3 separate regions of the Mus musculus genome follow, and all the other regions are linked to region 2. The links are chromatin contacts, called in public HiChIP or PLAC-seq and promoter capture Hi-C maps. All regions are on one chromosome and are shown on one strand. The core of a region is the stretch at or near the end of the contact, and the rest is flanking DNA. Distances in the headings are between cores, read along the strand shown.

What was found. Promoter capture Hi-C pulls out the DNA fragments that hold promoters and counts their contacts. HiChIP or PLAC-seq counts read pairs in DNA pulled down with a chosen protein or histone mark.
Region 1: an H3K4me3 HiChIP or PLAC-seq map of bone marrow-derived macrophages shows a contact between it and region 2, with 2.7 times the contacts expected there. The contact joins the enhancer-like site here to the promoter of Zbtb40 in region 2. A contact is called at or near these places in 6 of 39 promoter capture datasets (the 3T3-L1 cell line, cranial neural crest, embryonic stem cells and 3 more), 2 of 115 datasets of contacts at active chromatin or transcription factors (bone marrow-derived macrophages and embryonic stem cells) and 3 of 9 other capture datasets (adipose tissue, macrophages and pancreatic islet).
Region 3: a promoter capture Hi-C map of the SN4741 cell line shows a contact between it and region 2, with 6 times the contacts expected there. The contact joins the promoter of Wnt4 here to the promoter of Zbtb40 in region 2. A contact is called at or near these places in 9 of 39 promoter capture datasets (the C10 cell line, the SN4741 cell line, cranial neural crest and 5 more), 1 of 484 Hi-C or Micro-C datasets (embryonic stem cells) and 6 of 115 datasets of contacts at active chromatin or transcription factors (embryonic forebrain, embryonic stem cells, memory CD8 T cells and 1 more).

The regions. Positions count from the first base shown.
Region 1 is chr4:136,876,185-136,880,434 of GRCm38.p6, reverse strand. C1qb (complement component 1, q subcomponent, beta polypeptide) reads left to right here. Exons shown (of 3, transcript NM_009777.3): 3 at 1-309. The coding sequence ends at 146. Among named protein-coding and RNA genes, the nearest start is that of C1qb, 7.9 kb to the left of the region's middle. Within about 2 kb of position 1,609, at least 15 of the 459 cell types and tissues checked have an H3K27ac peak or open chromatin away from gene starts, as enhancers often do. A contact at or near this core is called in bone marrow-derived macrophages, where this site is marked.
Region 2 is chr4:137,047,216-137,051,912 of GRCm38.p6, reverse strand. It overlaps Zbtb40 (zinc finger and BTB domain containing 40), which reads left to right and starts at 3,218. Exons shown (of 19, transcript NM_198248.1): 1 at 3,218-3,267.
Region 3 is chr4:137,275,177-137,279,330 of GRCm38.p6, reverse strand. It overlaps Wnt4 (wingless-type MMTV integration site family, member 4), which reads right to left and starts at 1,696. Exons shown (of 5, transcript NM_009523.2): 1 at 1,575-1,696. The coding sequence starts at 1,651.

The DNA.
Region 1 (4,250 bases), core at 360-2,859, 170 kb after region 2:
AGGTGACCACAGGTGGGGTAGTCTTGAAGCTAGAGCAAGAGGAGGTTGTTCACCTGCAGGCCACAGACAAGAACTCCCTCCTGGGCATTGAGGGTGCCAACAGCATCTTCACTGGCTTTCTGCTTTTCCCTGACATGGATGCGTAATCACGGGGTCAAATTACACCTATCCAACACCATCTTCCTGCCTCCCTGCCAGCAATCCTCCCTGGACCCCTGACATCACCCCCTTGACTGCCTGAAACCCAGACCAGAGCCCTGTAGATGTTACAGAACGAATGGGTCAATAAACTCTTCAAGGCCAAAAGACTGTGGTCTAATCTGAGTCTGAGTCCCAGCCCTTGGCTCATAGGAGGCCTGAGAGGTGTTAGTCAAAAAAAAAAAAATGAATGAATGAATGTTCATAGGCTGGGGAGATGGCTCAGTCAGTAAAGTACTTAGCTTGCAAGCATGAGGATCTAAGTTCAACCCCTAGCACCCACAGAAAAATGCTGAGCATGGCAGTGTGCAATCATATTCCCAGCCCTAGGAAAGCAGAAACAGGGGGATGGATGTCTGGGGCTCACTGGCCAGTCAATCTAGGAAATTGGTAAGCTCTAGTTTCAGCTTGTCTCAAAGGAGGTTCCTGAGAAATGAGACCAAATGTTGTCCTCTGGCTACACACACACACACACACACACACACACACACACACACACACACGAGTCTCTAGTTAACCAGAGATGGATGGGAGAGATGGATGGGAGAGAAGGATGGGAGAGATGGATGGGAGAGATGGATGGGAGGCGACATTGTGGTTCTCTCTGGACCAGCACACAGTAGGAGGCAGCCCCCCCCCCCCCCGCACACCTGAGTGTTGCTGTCTTCACTCTCCTTAGTCCTCACGCTTAAGGAAGGAAATGGGCCTGATGGTGGAGCCATTGTGATCCTACAACATAGAGAGATCCCTTCCCCATCCCCATGGTGGGGCCATTGTGATCCCACAATATAGACAAATCCCCTCCCCACCGCCCACCTTGCTTGCCCCCTCTTAGAGTCTTTCCAGCCTGGTGCATGCTCTTTCATTCACTAAAACAAATGTCACAAAACCCTTCAGTAGCTCTCTGGTGTCTCCTGGAAAGAGTCCCAGCCTGAGAGCCTGGGCATCTTGCAGCCAGTTTTTATCTTCCCTCTAAAGCGTTTCTACTCTGGAGCCTCCTCCTCCTAGAAGCCCTCCATGATGATCTGGCCATCCTTTAGACCTATTAAGTTAACCCAGGCTGGCCTTGAACTCTGTCACCCAGGCAGTTCTCCTGTTTCAGCCTCCCCAGTAGCTGGGATTACAGGCTGGGCTCCTAGGTTCATTGGAGTCAGGCTGGGAAAGTCAGACAGATCCCTGCACCACTCTGGGGTCTTCACAGTGGATGGCCCTGTCATGAATGGGAACCATGAGACAGATCAGCTAAGCAACCTGCCTGGTGTCACACAGCTAAAAAAGAGAAGGCTCAGAGCCATGTCATTCCGTGTGTTCCTGTGGCAGGCAGGACCAACTCCAAGGAGCTGTGTTGAGCAGGGAAATGTGCTGGCTTTGGAGTCAGACAGACATGAATTCAGATTCTGCCTGTGCTTCCAAGCATCTGTGACTACAAACAAGTGACTGCCCTCTAGCGTCCGCTTCAGCTCCTTTTAAACAGTGTAGCAACAACATCCTTGATTCCTCTGTTGAACTCATTTCCCAGATAAAATCTTTCTTGACGGGACAGAGACTTCCAAGGCTTTTTTTAAAAATGAGTTTTCTTTTATTTTTAATTACGTGTGTGTGTATGTGTGTGTGTGTGTCCAAGTGCAGGCCTGTGCATATACTTGGAGGTATCTGGAGAGGCCAGGGACATCCGATTGCTGTAGAGCCTAAGGAAGAAGAGAGGAAACAGAGATGGAGCGGCTGAGAAAAGAGCCTGCCAATCAGCAGGCGGGGCTGGGGATGAAGCCCTATGAAAATCCAGATTACCTTAAATCCCTCCCACCTGGGAAACAGGATTGGTGGGTGGAGCTAGCAGGAGGAGCTTAATAGGTAACGGTTGGGCTGGGCTCCTTGTCCTGTGGTTTTGACCGGCCAAGACCCTGTGGTCTTGACCGTTTATATGCACCTGGCATGTACCTGTGTCAGCCAGCTCAGACCGGAACTAGTGAGGGGTAGAGAAGGGAGGAATGGGAAGGGCTGGAGCAGCTCCTGCTGGGGGGAGGAGGTGTGGCCTGATTACGGTTCTAAAGTGACTGGAGCTTCAAATGCCTATGAGCCACCTGATGCGGGTAGGTGCTGGGAACAGAGCTGGGGTCCCTTGCAGGAACAATGCCAGCACTTAACCCAGAGGTTCTCAAGTTGTGGGTCGCGACCCCTTTTGGGACTTGAAAGACCCTTTCACAGGGGTCACCTAAGACCATCAGAAAACACGGTGTTTACATTCCGATTCGTAATAGTAGCAAACAGTTATGAAGTAGCAACAAAATAACTTTTTTTTGATGGGGGGGGTCATCACTATATGAGAAACTTTATTAAAGGGTCACAGGATTAGGAAGATTGACAGTAACTACTGAGCCAACTCTCCAGCCCTAAGGTGTGTGTGTGTGTGTGTGTGTGTGTGTGTGTGCATATATATATATAATTTTTATAGACTATTTTGTTTCATATGTATCCATGTTTTGCCTGAATGTACTTTTGTATGCCATGTGTGTGCCTGGTGCCCACTGATGTCAGATCCCTGATAACTGGAGTCATGAGTAGTTGTGAGCCACCATATGGATGCTAGGAACTGAAACCAAGACCTCTGGAAGATCAACCAGTGCTCTTAACTGTTGAGCCATCTTTCCAGCCCAAGACTTATTTTACTTTTAAAACAATGTCTACATGTGTGTCTGTGTGTGAGAATGGATACATATGTGTCTAGAAAAAGGCCCTCAGATCCCAGATTGGTGGACAGTTGTGAGCCATGAACTTGTGTGCTGGGAATTGAATTTAGGTCCTTTGCAAGAGCAGCGTGTGCTTTTAATTGCTTTGGGTTTTGTTTTGTTTTGTTTTGTTTTGTTTTGTTTTGTTTTGTTTTTGTTTTCTTAGACAGTATCTCACCCTACATCCAAGGCTGGCCTCAGACTTACAAGAGTCTCTGCTGAGATTATAGGTGCACACCACCGTGCCCGGTTGCTTCCAGGCTCTGGAAATGTTTCTGCAGAGAGCCATAGGCTTCAAGGCTGGCCGGGCCGGCTTTAGTCTCACGGCCACCAGGGGGGAGTAGACACCAGGAGAAGGATGGTCTGCCCAGGACGGATGCCAGGTGGCACCTGGCAGCTTCCCCCTCCTCCTTTCACTTCCCAGTCTTAGAATGGGCTGTGACCTTCTAGGATGGGGTGTCAGTCAGCTTTGAAGATCCAGGTTCACGGAGCCAGGTTCCCCATATGTGACTCCCATCAGCCTCACCTTCACAGAGGACTTGTGAGGAAGTTAAAATCTCAGTCCCTACCTTGAACCAGCTGAAGCAGGAACTCTGAAAGTAACCTGCTTGAACGAGCCACCCATGATGGGTGTTACAGGATCAGGAGGCTGAGAAACACCACTGTAGAAACTAGCGGCAGCACTCAGTGGCAGAGCGTACACCCAGCCTGGTAAGGGCTGTGTTCCTTCCCCAGCATACACTAACAAATAAGTCCTGGAGAGCCAGTATTCCGGACACAAGGGGATGCCAAACTATTTCTGTAAAGAAACAAGCAGAAGGGCTGGGATGTGGCTCAGATGACAGAGCATTTGTCAAATGTAAAGAAAAGCCAGAACTTGATCCCTAGCACTGCATGTGACAGCCAGCACTGTCAACTTGGCACAACCTAGAATCCCCTGGAGGAGTCTCAGTGAGGGACTGTCTGCCCTGGATTGACCTGAGGGCATAACTTTGGGTGATTCTTATTGGGAAAACCACCCCAATGTGGGCGGCTTCATTCCCTAGGCAGGGGTTCCTGACCTATTGGAGAGTGGAGAAATCAGCTGAGCACAAGCAAGCGAGCTAGCAAGCAGGCAAGCGTTAACTCATTCTCTCTCTGCTCTTGACTTTGGATGTGACAAACCACTTCAGGCACCTGTCACTGAGACATCTTCACTGTGGGAGGCTGTAATCTGAAGCTGTGAGCTGAAATAAACCTCTCCCCCCCCCCCAAGTTGTTTTTTGGTCAAGATGTATGTATGTCTTTGTTTATTTTACTTTAGTATTTGGTGTGGGAGTGTTTTGC
Region 2 (4,697 bases), core at 1,969-4,468:
GAGGACTCAAGGGGAGTAGGAGTGGGGAACTGGGGTGCGTTCAATTAAGATGTTTACATGTGTGAGATTGTCAACGAGTAAATAAGTAAAAGCTATTTTTTTTTAAAAATGTCTGATGCAAGTTGAACATGCTTGGGACTAGAATTATTTTGAATTTCAGATTTTGGAATATTTGCCATAGTGGATTGGGTCACATGTAAACGTGAAAGTCATGGGTGCCTCTTAGACTGAAGGCTACTTAAAATCAGATTGTCAGTGTACTCGTGTGTGTGTGTGTGTGTGTGTGTGTGTGTGTGTGTGTGTGTGTGTGTTTGCATGTATGTCTGTGTATTATGTGGGTACCTGGTCCCTGAGGGGAGCAGAAGAGGACATCAGATCCCTTGGACAGGAGTTAGATGGCTGTGAGCCACCTTTGTGGCTACTGGAAGTGGAATCCAAGTCCTCTGGAAGAGCAGCCAATGCTCTTAACCTCTAAGCCAAGGCTCTAGACCCTCCACCCATGTTTTAACTGCAATTTGCCACGTGAGACCTGGTGTGGAATTTTTCTATTTATGGCTGTATATTGTCACTGGAAATTCTTCTGAGTTGTGAAACATTTTGGACTTCAGGTTCTTAGGGATGCTCAGTGTCACGTGTCAAGCAAATGTTACCTGGAAGCTGCAGATAAGGCTCACTGACTTCCCCCCTTCTCTCCCTCCATTTTTCTCTCTGCTTCCCTCCATGCGTGTGCACTTGAATCCTAGGGAAGGCATTTTTGTTGTTCTAATTATGTGTGTATGATGTGCATACATGTGTGTGAATGCACACATATAGAGGTCAGAGGACAACTCACCTGGAGTTGGTTCTGTCCTTCCCCGTGGGTGCTGGCGATGGAACTCAGGTTAGGCTTGTGTGACAAGAGCTTTGACTCACTGCCTCATCTCCCTGGCCATGTGGTCTTTTCACCACGTGTGTATTATTTATTTGCCTGGGGGCAGACATGTGCCACAGTGTGTGTGAAGGTCAGAGGACAATCTGTGGGTATCAGTTATCTTCTTTTCGTATACAAGGTTTCAGGGAAGAAACTCAAGTTATCAGGCTTAGTGGCAAGTGACTTTACCTGCTGAGATATTTTGCTTGATACCATATATTCCTTTTAAATTAAGGGGCGGGGGAAGCTTTCAAATATCCTACTTTTGGGATTGGGAGATGTAGCTCAGTGGAAGAGCCCGTGACTATCATTTGCAAGATCTAGGTTTGATTCCCAGCACTGAAAAAGAACCTATTCTCTGCAACCACTGTCACGAAAATTATGTATGCATAGTGGCCTCTTTTCTTGTGATCCCTCCTTTTAATCCTTGTGTAATACAGAACCTGGCTTAGCAGAGGTGCTTAAAACTTGCTTGAGATGCAAGTCACCTCCATTTCTATGCAGAACAGTGGCCAGTAGCCACATTGTTCTTTAAAAACACTATAATTTAGTACTTACTTGTGGAGCACCTATGTGCTGAGCACTGTCATAGGTATTTCCTAAACCTGTCAGCTCTACATTGGGGGGGAGGGGCTCCTGCTATAAGTGGGGGATCAGTCCTCCCAACAGCCATAGGTGAAAGTCTAGAGGCTACGGAAATGATAAATCTGATGCTGATGGTGATCTGTGTGGGTAACAGTGGCCAGGTGACCGTGCACCTGGTAGGGCCCTATCAGATACTGGTTTGACTGTGGCAAGAAGGTAGTGGCCGAGTGCTGACAAACCACCGACAGGGAACATGGTGTGGCACCTTGTCAGCTTGACACAACCTAGAATCTCCTGGGAAGCGTCTCCCTAGGGGATTGTCTACATTGGTTTGGTCCCTGTGTGTGTGTGTGTGTGGGGGTATCTTGAGTAAACCAATGTCAGAATACTCAGTCCACTGTGGGTGGCCCCATTCCCCAGGCAAGGAGTCTTGAACTGTGCCTGCAATCCAACTGGGCACAAGCAAGAACATGCATGCATTCACTTCTCTCTGCTCTATGGATGTGGTGTGATTAGTGGTTTGAAGTCTTTGTCTTGCCTTGACTTCTCCAAGGTGGTGGACTAACCTGCAATTGTAAGCTGAAAAAAATCTTTCCCCCCTTGGTCCTCCTCCTTCTTCCTGGTCTTATTATGTAGCTCTGGGTGTCCTGAAACTACACACACACACACACACACACACACACACACACACACACACACACACACATCAAGGTAGCCTCACAATTCAGAGATCTGCCTGCCTCTGCCTCCAAAGCACCAGGATTAAAAGATGGGTCACTAAGCCTGACTCATTAGACTTTTTTTTGGGGGGGGAGGGGGTTCAGGATATTTTATCACAACAAAAATTAACTAGAACAGCTGCCCAGAGTGCTCTAATGACCCAGAGTGTTCTAATTATTTATCTTCAGCAGTAGCTGCAAACTGCAGTCACAGTATTAGATGACAGAAATTTGAGTGACAGCTCTGCTCCATAGGTTCGGTTTCTGTTTTAAAGGTATTGCATCAAGTCGAGCTGACAGCGACAGTGCTGGGGACGACTGAATATTGTCATTGCCCATGGAACAGCTGTAATCACATTGGGAGCTAGACATAGCAACGAGAAGCCTGGATCTCGGACAAATGGGTCTCCATGTGATGCAGGGACAGCTCTCATGACCAGTGCCAATGGGGCTCATGTTAACTGGATCCGATTCACATCCATTTGACTGCCAGGACACTGGACTCGGGGTTCATAACCAGCGTGTGGTGCTATAGGTTAAAACGTGAGAGGATAATGGCAAAAGAAACCCCGTGTACACCCATACCAAGCCCAGTCCAGAAATCAGTCTCGTTCTCGCCCTGCACATGACTGTTTGTTACAAAAGAAGGAAAGAAATCTTTGTCGTCTCTTCGCAGCAAACCTCAGAAGTGGCTAGGTAAGGGATGGATCATGCTATGGAACATGCTAAGGAAACATCTCCCAAGGTACTGTGAGGCGAAGGTCAAAGGTCAAGAGCAGACCAGGTTCCAAACTTGGAAGCCTGCCATTGGTAGAAAGCGTGCACGTGATGCAGGGACAGCCTTCTCGCGAGACCGTCCCCCAGCACGTGACTACGGCGTGCGCACATCCGGGCTACGGCCCTCGGCGTTTTCCCCGGCCCCAAGATGGCTGCCTTTTGGCGTCTCCAGCGCTGTTGAATGGAGAAAGCTTTATTGTTCCCTTCGGGCAGGAGTGTTCGTGTCCTCAATGGCGCTGTCAATAAAGAACGGCAGTTTGAATCGGTGCTGAGCAGGTAACCATAGAAACGGCGCTGGGACTCTGCGCGGAGACCCCTGTCGCGGCGGAGGCTCCCGAGACTCCCTGAGTGAGGGGCGCCCCAGGACCCCTGGGGGACGCAGGGGATGCGCGGAGCGAGCTCCGCCTGGCTCGCGTCGGTCACAGCCGCCGCCGTCCGCTGTCCTCGGGACGTGGCCCCCGGGAACAGCCCTCACTTCGGGCGCAGCCTAGGTTGTTGCGTCCCGTGGAAGGACGCGGGACACTGCCTGGCATCTGCGGCCCTCACTCCCCGGCTCCCGGGCTGTGCTGCGGACGCCCCGGCCCAGAGGGCTCCCTCCCATCTCTGCTCTCAGCTTTTGTTTATCCGCTGTAAAACAGTTGCGGGGAAATAGAAGTCGTGGGAAATAAAACTTCAGCTCCCAGCAGTGAAGTTGCACGGAGACGCAGCTATGGTCGTTTTTTGTTTTCTTTTTAACGGGTTGTCCGGCCGCTCGCCTGCCGCGGGGCGGGGGAGTGCGCGCAGTTGCCCCGGCTGCTTTTCGGCTTTGATGGAAAGGTCCATAAAGCCAGAGTCATTTCTCTCCGGCGCTTTACAGAAGTTTGCCAATCCTGGCCCGAGGCACAGTTGACACGATATGTGACTAGCTTCCATGATGCCGTCAAGCTAGTGGTCTCTCATTCCTTACAAAGCTATCACCCGCCCAGTGTGTGCAATTGGCCATCTATTTTATGTCTCTACGTAGCTTTGCAGTGTATTTTCCCTGCACAAAACGTGAAGTGTGATTAGGGTGTGCTAGCTTATAGGGCTGGCAATGTGAGGCTGTCGCTGGGAAATCCCCCTTGTATGATAGCCTAGGTCACATTACCTCAAACTGTAAGTTTTCTCCCTCTGGGAGTGCTCTTCCTTGGAATTGTATCCAAATCTTGGTGTGGGTTATAGCTGTTTAAGCAATCAATGTAGGGTTAGGGTTAGGAAGTGCAAATTTTCAGTGCTTGGCATAAATTATGCTCAATGTAGACATGGTTCTTCGGTGACAGGTTCCCATTCTGTCTTGTGCTTGTTTTGACACAGACCTCATGTAGCCCAGGCTGGCCTGGAAATAAATAAATATACGTATATGTATTTGTGTGTGTGTATATGTATACACACATATTATATATATACATATATATATATATATATATATATATATATATATATATATATATAGGCTGGCCTGGAAATAAATACATATACATATATGTATTTGTGTGTGTGTGTATATGTATATGTGTGTGTATATGTATGTATATATATGTATATATATATATATATGTATATGTATATATATATAGGCTGGCCTGGAAATAAATACATATACATATATGTATTTGTGTGTGTATATATACACATTTATGTATATATGTGTATATACACATGTATATACGTATGTGTATACATATATA
Region 3 (4,154 bases), core at 447-2,946, 230 kb before region 2:
TCTATAAAGGGAGCTAAAGAGCCAGGAGCGTCGGAGGGCCTTTCTGTGGCAGCTGTCTCCGTGTTTGCTGCAGGCCTGGCTCACACACTTCTCACTGTTTCCTTGGCTTTTTTTTTTTTTTTTTTTTTTTTGTACTGCTTGGTGCTGGGCAGGTCAGCTGAACTTCTAGTTTCCCCTGATGCTCAGACCTCTAAACCTATCTATTTAAGAGGCAACTCCAGAGACCCCAGACTCCTTCAAGTGCAAAGTGCTTTCTCAGGTCTGCAACCCAGGTCTCACTGGGGGAGGGAGCATTCTGCAAGAAGTGGGGGGCGGGAGGGGAGGGGACGGTGGCTGTGCCCTGGTTTCTGTCCACTCTGCCACTGCCCCTGAAGTGTTAATCAAATTAAGAATCCAGGAAAAACAATGCAGCCACTTTGGGCCTCAGAGGAATTGCGAGCTCTCGGAACAGCTGGGAGAATTCCACATCACCTCAGTCTCCCAAGCTCTGGGTGGCTCTGACCCCAACGAACACACTCCTTTCCAGTCTCCAGGGCCCTGGCTGGCCACAATGACCTCATAGCAACAGCCATTGGACACTCAGGGCAATTTCATGGGAGATATTTGTTCTTTGGTCTTGATGCAGAGAGAATTTTTCCTTTCCCACTGTCTCCATGGAAACCCCAGCTACACTGTTGGCTATCCCCCCTTCCCACCTCATGCTTTTCAGATCAATACAGGAGCTTGGCTCCCCACTGGCTGCCCACAGTGGAAGGCTGCAGAGCTCTGGGCAGGAGAAGTTGGGGCCAGGGTTAAGCCTGGGCCATAGGAAGTGCCACTGAGGAGGGATGAAGGAGTCTAAAAGCTGGTTCCTTGTTCTCTTAGTCACTAGCTCTTTAGCTCGCCTTCCCAGGGATCCTCCCGAGCGCAGACCCAGTCAGGGAGAGACACACAGGTCACCAGTGGTTACCACCCCCTTCCTTCTTAGGCAAGACCCTTAGAGGTGGATGGGGGTTGTCGCCTTCTTTATTAAAGGTTGGGAGAAGTTTCTTCCTGCCTCAGGGAACAGCGAGGAGCAGCCAGAGCCAGCCTGCGGGCTCTCAGAGGCTCGGCGCCCCGGTCCTGGACTTCTATGTTTGGCTCCCGCCCCCCAAGCAGAAACAGGTCTCTGCACGCCTCCAGCTCAGCCCGCAGCGCGGCGCGGCGCAGCGCAGCGCGAGGAGCTCGCGCCCAGACTCCTCGCGGTTAACCTGCTATTATGCTCGGGACGCTTTCCCTCGGAGACCTGTCAGCCCGCCGGTTTGCGCCTCGCTCCGTTCCCGGGCCACCGCCCCGCGCTCGCACCCCCGCGCGCCCTCGAGCACCCAAAGGAGCCTCCCGGTGCAGACGCACTGCCAGCCCTGCTACCCCGAGCCGGACTGGGGCAGCAGGGGTCCCGGGACCTCCAGAGGGAAGACCGGACAGTGGTGGTGGCCGGCAGGAGGAACCGGCGGGAGCGCGATCCTCGGGTCCCACGGCTGAGACACCTGCCGGGAGCCCCCTGCGCCTGTGGCCCCGGGACCCGCCCCGCCCGCCCGGTCCCCGGCCCGACTTACAGCCAATTGCTCGCGGCGGCCGAGAACACGGCGAAGACGAGGAGTCGCAGGGACCGCAGGCACGAACGGGGGCTCATGGTGCCGTGCGCGCCCAGCCCGGGGCAGCGGCCGCAAGGCTCCCGTCGGGGCGGCAGGTGGGCGCCGCGCGGACGGGCTGGGGCGCCGGGCCGGGGCGCGCGGCGGGGCTCAGCCTCCGAGCAGCCGGCCGCGCCGCCCGCTGCTGCGCCCGCTGCCCGGCGGACCCGACTGTCAGCGCCGCCCCAGAGCCGGGATGCGGCGGTGGCGGCGGAGGCGGGCGGGCGGCCGGCGGGGCGGGCCGGGGGCGGGCCGAGGATGGGGTTACCTGGGCGGGTCCAGCGGCGTGGGACAACCCCCCCCCCACGGGGGCGGTCCTGAGCCCGCGGGACTGGGCTTCTCCTGGGGGGCCTCCCCGGCCCGGCGCCCGGACGCGCTCGGAGCCTCAGCCCCGCTGCTGCAGGCACGCTTGGCCGCACGCCGCCCAGTTGGGCCGAGCTAGAGGCGCGGCGACCCAGCTGCTGGGTCCCCGCCCGGGGCCTTAGGGACGAGCGGGCACAGCTCCCCCAGCCCGCCGCTGCGGGCACTGCAGCGCCGCCCTGGCCGCGCCCCGCGGCCCCCCGCCGGCGCCTGGGAGCCGGGATCCCCGGCCGACCCCGGCGGAGCCACCGGAGCGAGAGCGGCTGCTACTCGCGCGCACCCAGTCGCTCGCGCTCAGGGCGCACCAGGCTGGGGTGCCGCCCGGCTGTCCCCACCGGACCCCTCCCCGCCCTCAGGCCCCCGCGTTCTGTGGTCCGGCCCCTCCCTAGCACTCACCTCCCTCCAGCCTTCCCGGAGCTGGACAGGGGCCTCTCTACTTCGGGCAGCTTGGGACAGTGGCCTGAGACTCCGGGAATCCGAAACCTCGCTTCTGGATCGCCCTGAGTTCTGGCGCGCTCCAGGCAGCGAGGTTTTGAGCGAACCCCTTGCCTTTCTGTGTAGACCTTCTGCTTAGGAACTGGAAGGCTGTGGAGGCTTCCTTTTAGCACAGGAACCAATCTTTGCTGTCTGCTTGGGTTTCTGTTCGATTCTTTTATTACTTCTCCCACGTCAGGCAGATTCAACCCTTAGCTTGGTGTCTGGCACAGAGTGGGTGGGTGACACGTTTGTGGAGTGAATGAATGGAGTGGAGATATTGCTTAAAAACCCATGCCTGGCTGGTGCTGAAGCTCAATTCCGTGTTAATAGTTACTTGCCATGGCTGGGCCACACCCTCTCCAGGTCACTGATAGAGCCCAGACTCTGGCCCTGCCTGAGGCTACATCCCACTGAGCTAGAGGAACTCTGTCTAAACAGGACACGAAAGCCCAGAGACCCTACTCAATCTCACTAAAAGCAAGGGGGAGAGAAAATGACCTGGCCTCTGCCCTTCCAGAACCAACTGTTTTCTCTATGTGAGTTTGGCTGCCCACCCCCACCATGGCCACGTTTGACTCCAGTTGTCTGGGTTAACCCAGGAGAGACTTGATAAGCGTTTGGCATGGAGGCTGAGCAGAAGGTGGTAGGGATCCGTGGAGCCCCGGCAAAAGTGCAGATGTGAGTTCATGTACCACATGTCTAAATATTTGCAGGTGATAAATCAAGCTAACAAAACGAGGAATAAAATATGTCCTAGCCAGCTCTCAAAAAAACACGCTTTCATAATAACATGCAGAACTGCTCTGAGTGTGAGCTTCTCACACTGCCTGGGTCCCGCATATGCATGGTGCAGCAATGAAGTGCACAGAGAGTGACCCTGGTGCCTGGTCCTGACTCTCACCTTTTCCCACTTCTGCCTTTCTTGCCCTTTACAGATTATTTTGTGCACACATGCACACATCTCAGCTTGTATAGACAAACTTGGTCTCCCGTTCCCTCTCCACCCAAGCCCTCCACCCATTTGAAAGCTGTGCAGTCTTGGCCAGTCCTCTGCCTTAGGGCCATACACACCAGTGTGCAGCCACTCCAGTCTGATCAGCTTGGATCTGCAAGAGAGATGCACCTATCCTAGAAGTTAGCAAGAGTCACCTGGGCAAGGAAGTGTAGGGGCCTGGATCTCCAGAGTGAGACCCAGGGAGGGGACACAGGCTCCAGATGACCACATCTCTTTGGCCCCATGATCTTCTCTCTCTCTGTGTTTAGAGTCAGTGAGCTAGAGAAAGGCCAGACTGTGGGGTGTTCAGGGCAGGGCCACTCTTAGGTTTAAGCGTGGTACAGAATTACTAAGCTATTTTGAGCCACCATGTAGATCCAGTATAGTGAAGATAATAAATAATTTAAACAACAGTAGGCTATTAGTTTAGGGTGCCTATTATAGCCCCTTTCCAAATCGAGACATTTATGTTATATGGGCTTCTCTTACTGATGTTCTACAACTAATCTTGAAAAATATTGATGTTTATTTATTTCAGTTTTATTTTAAAATTATATACCTCTATATGGATATGTCCAAATAAGGTAGGTACCCAAAGGGACAAGAGACATCCTGCCTCCCTGGGACTGAGATTATAGGCAGTTGCAATCTGCCCACTTTTGGTGCTGGGAATT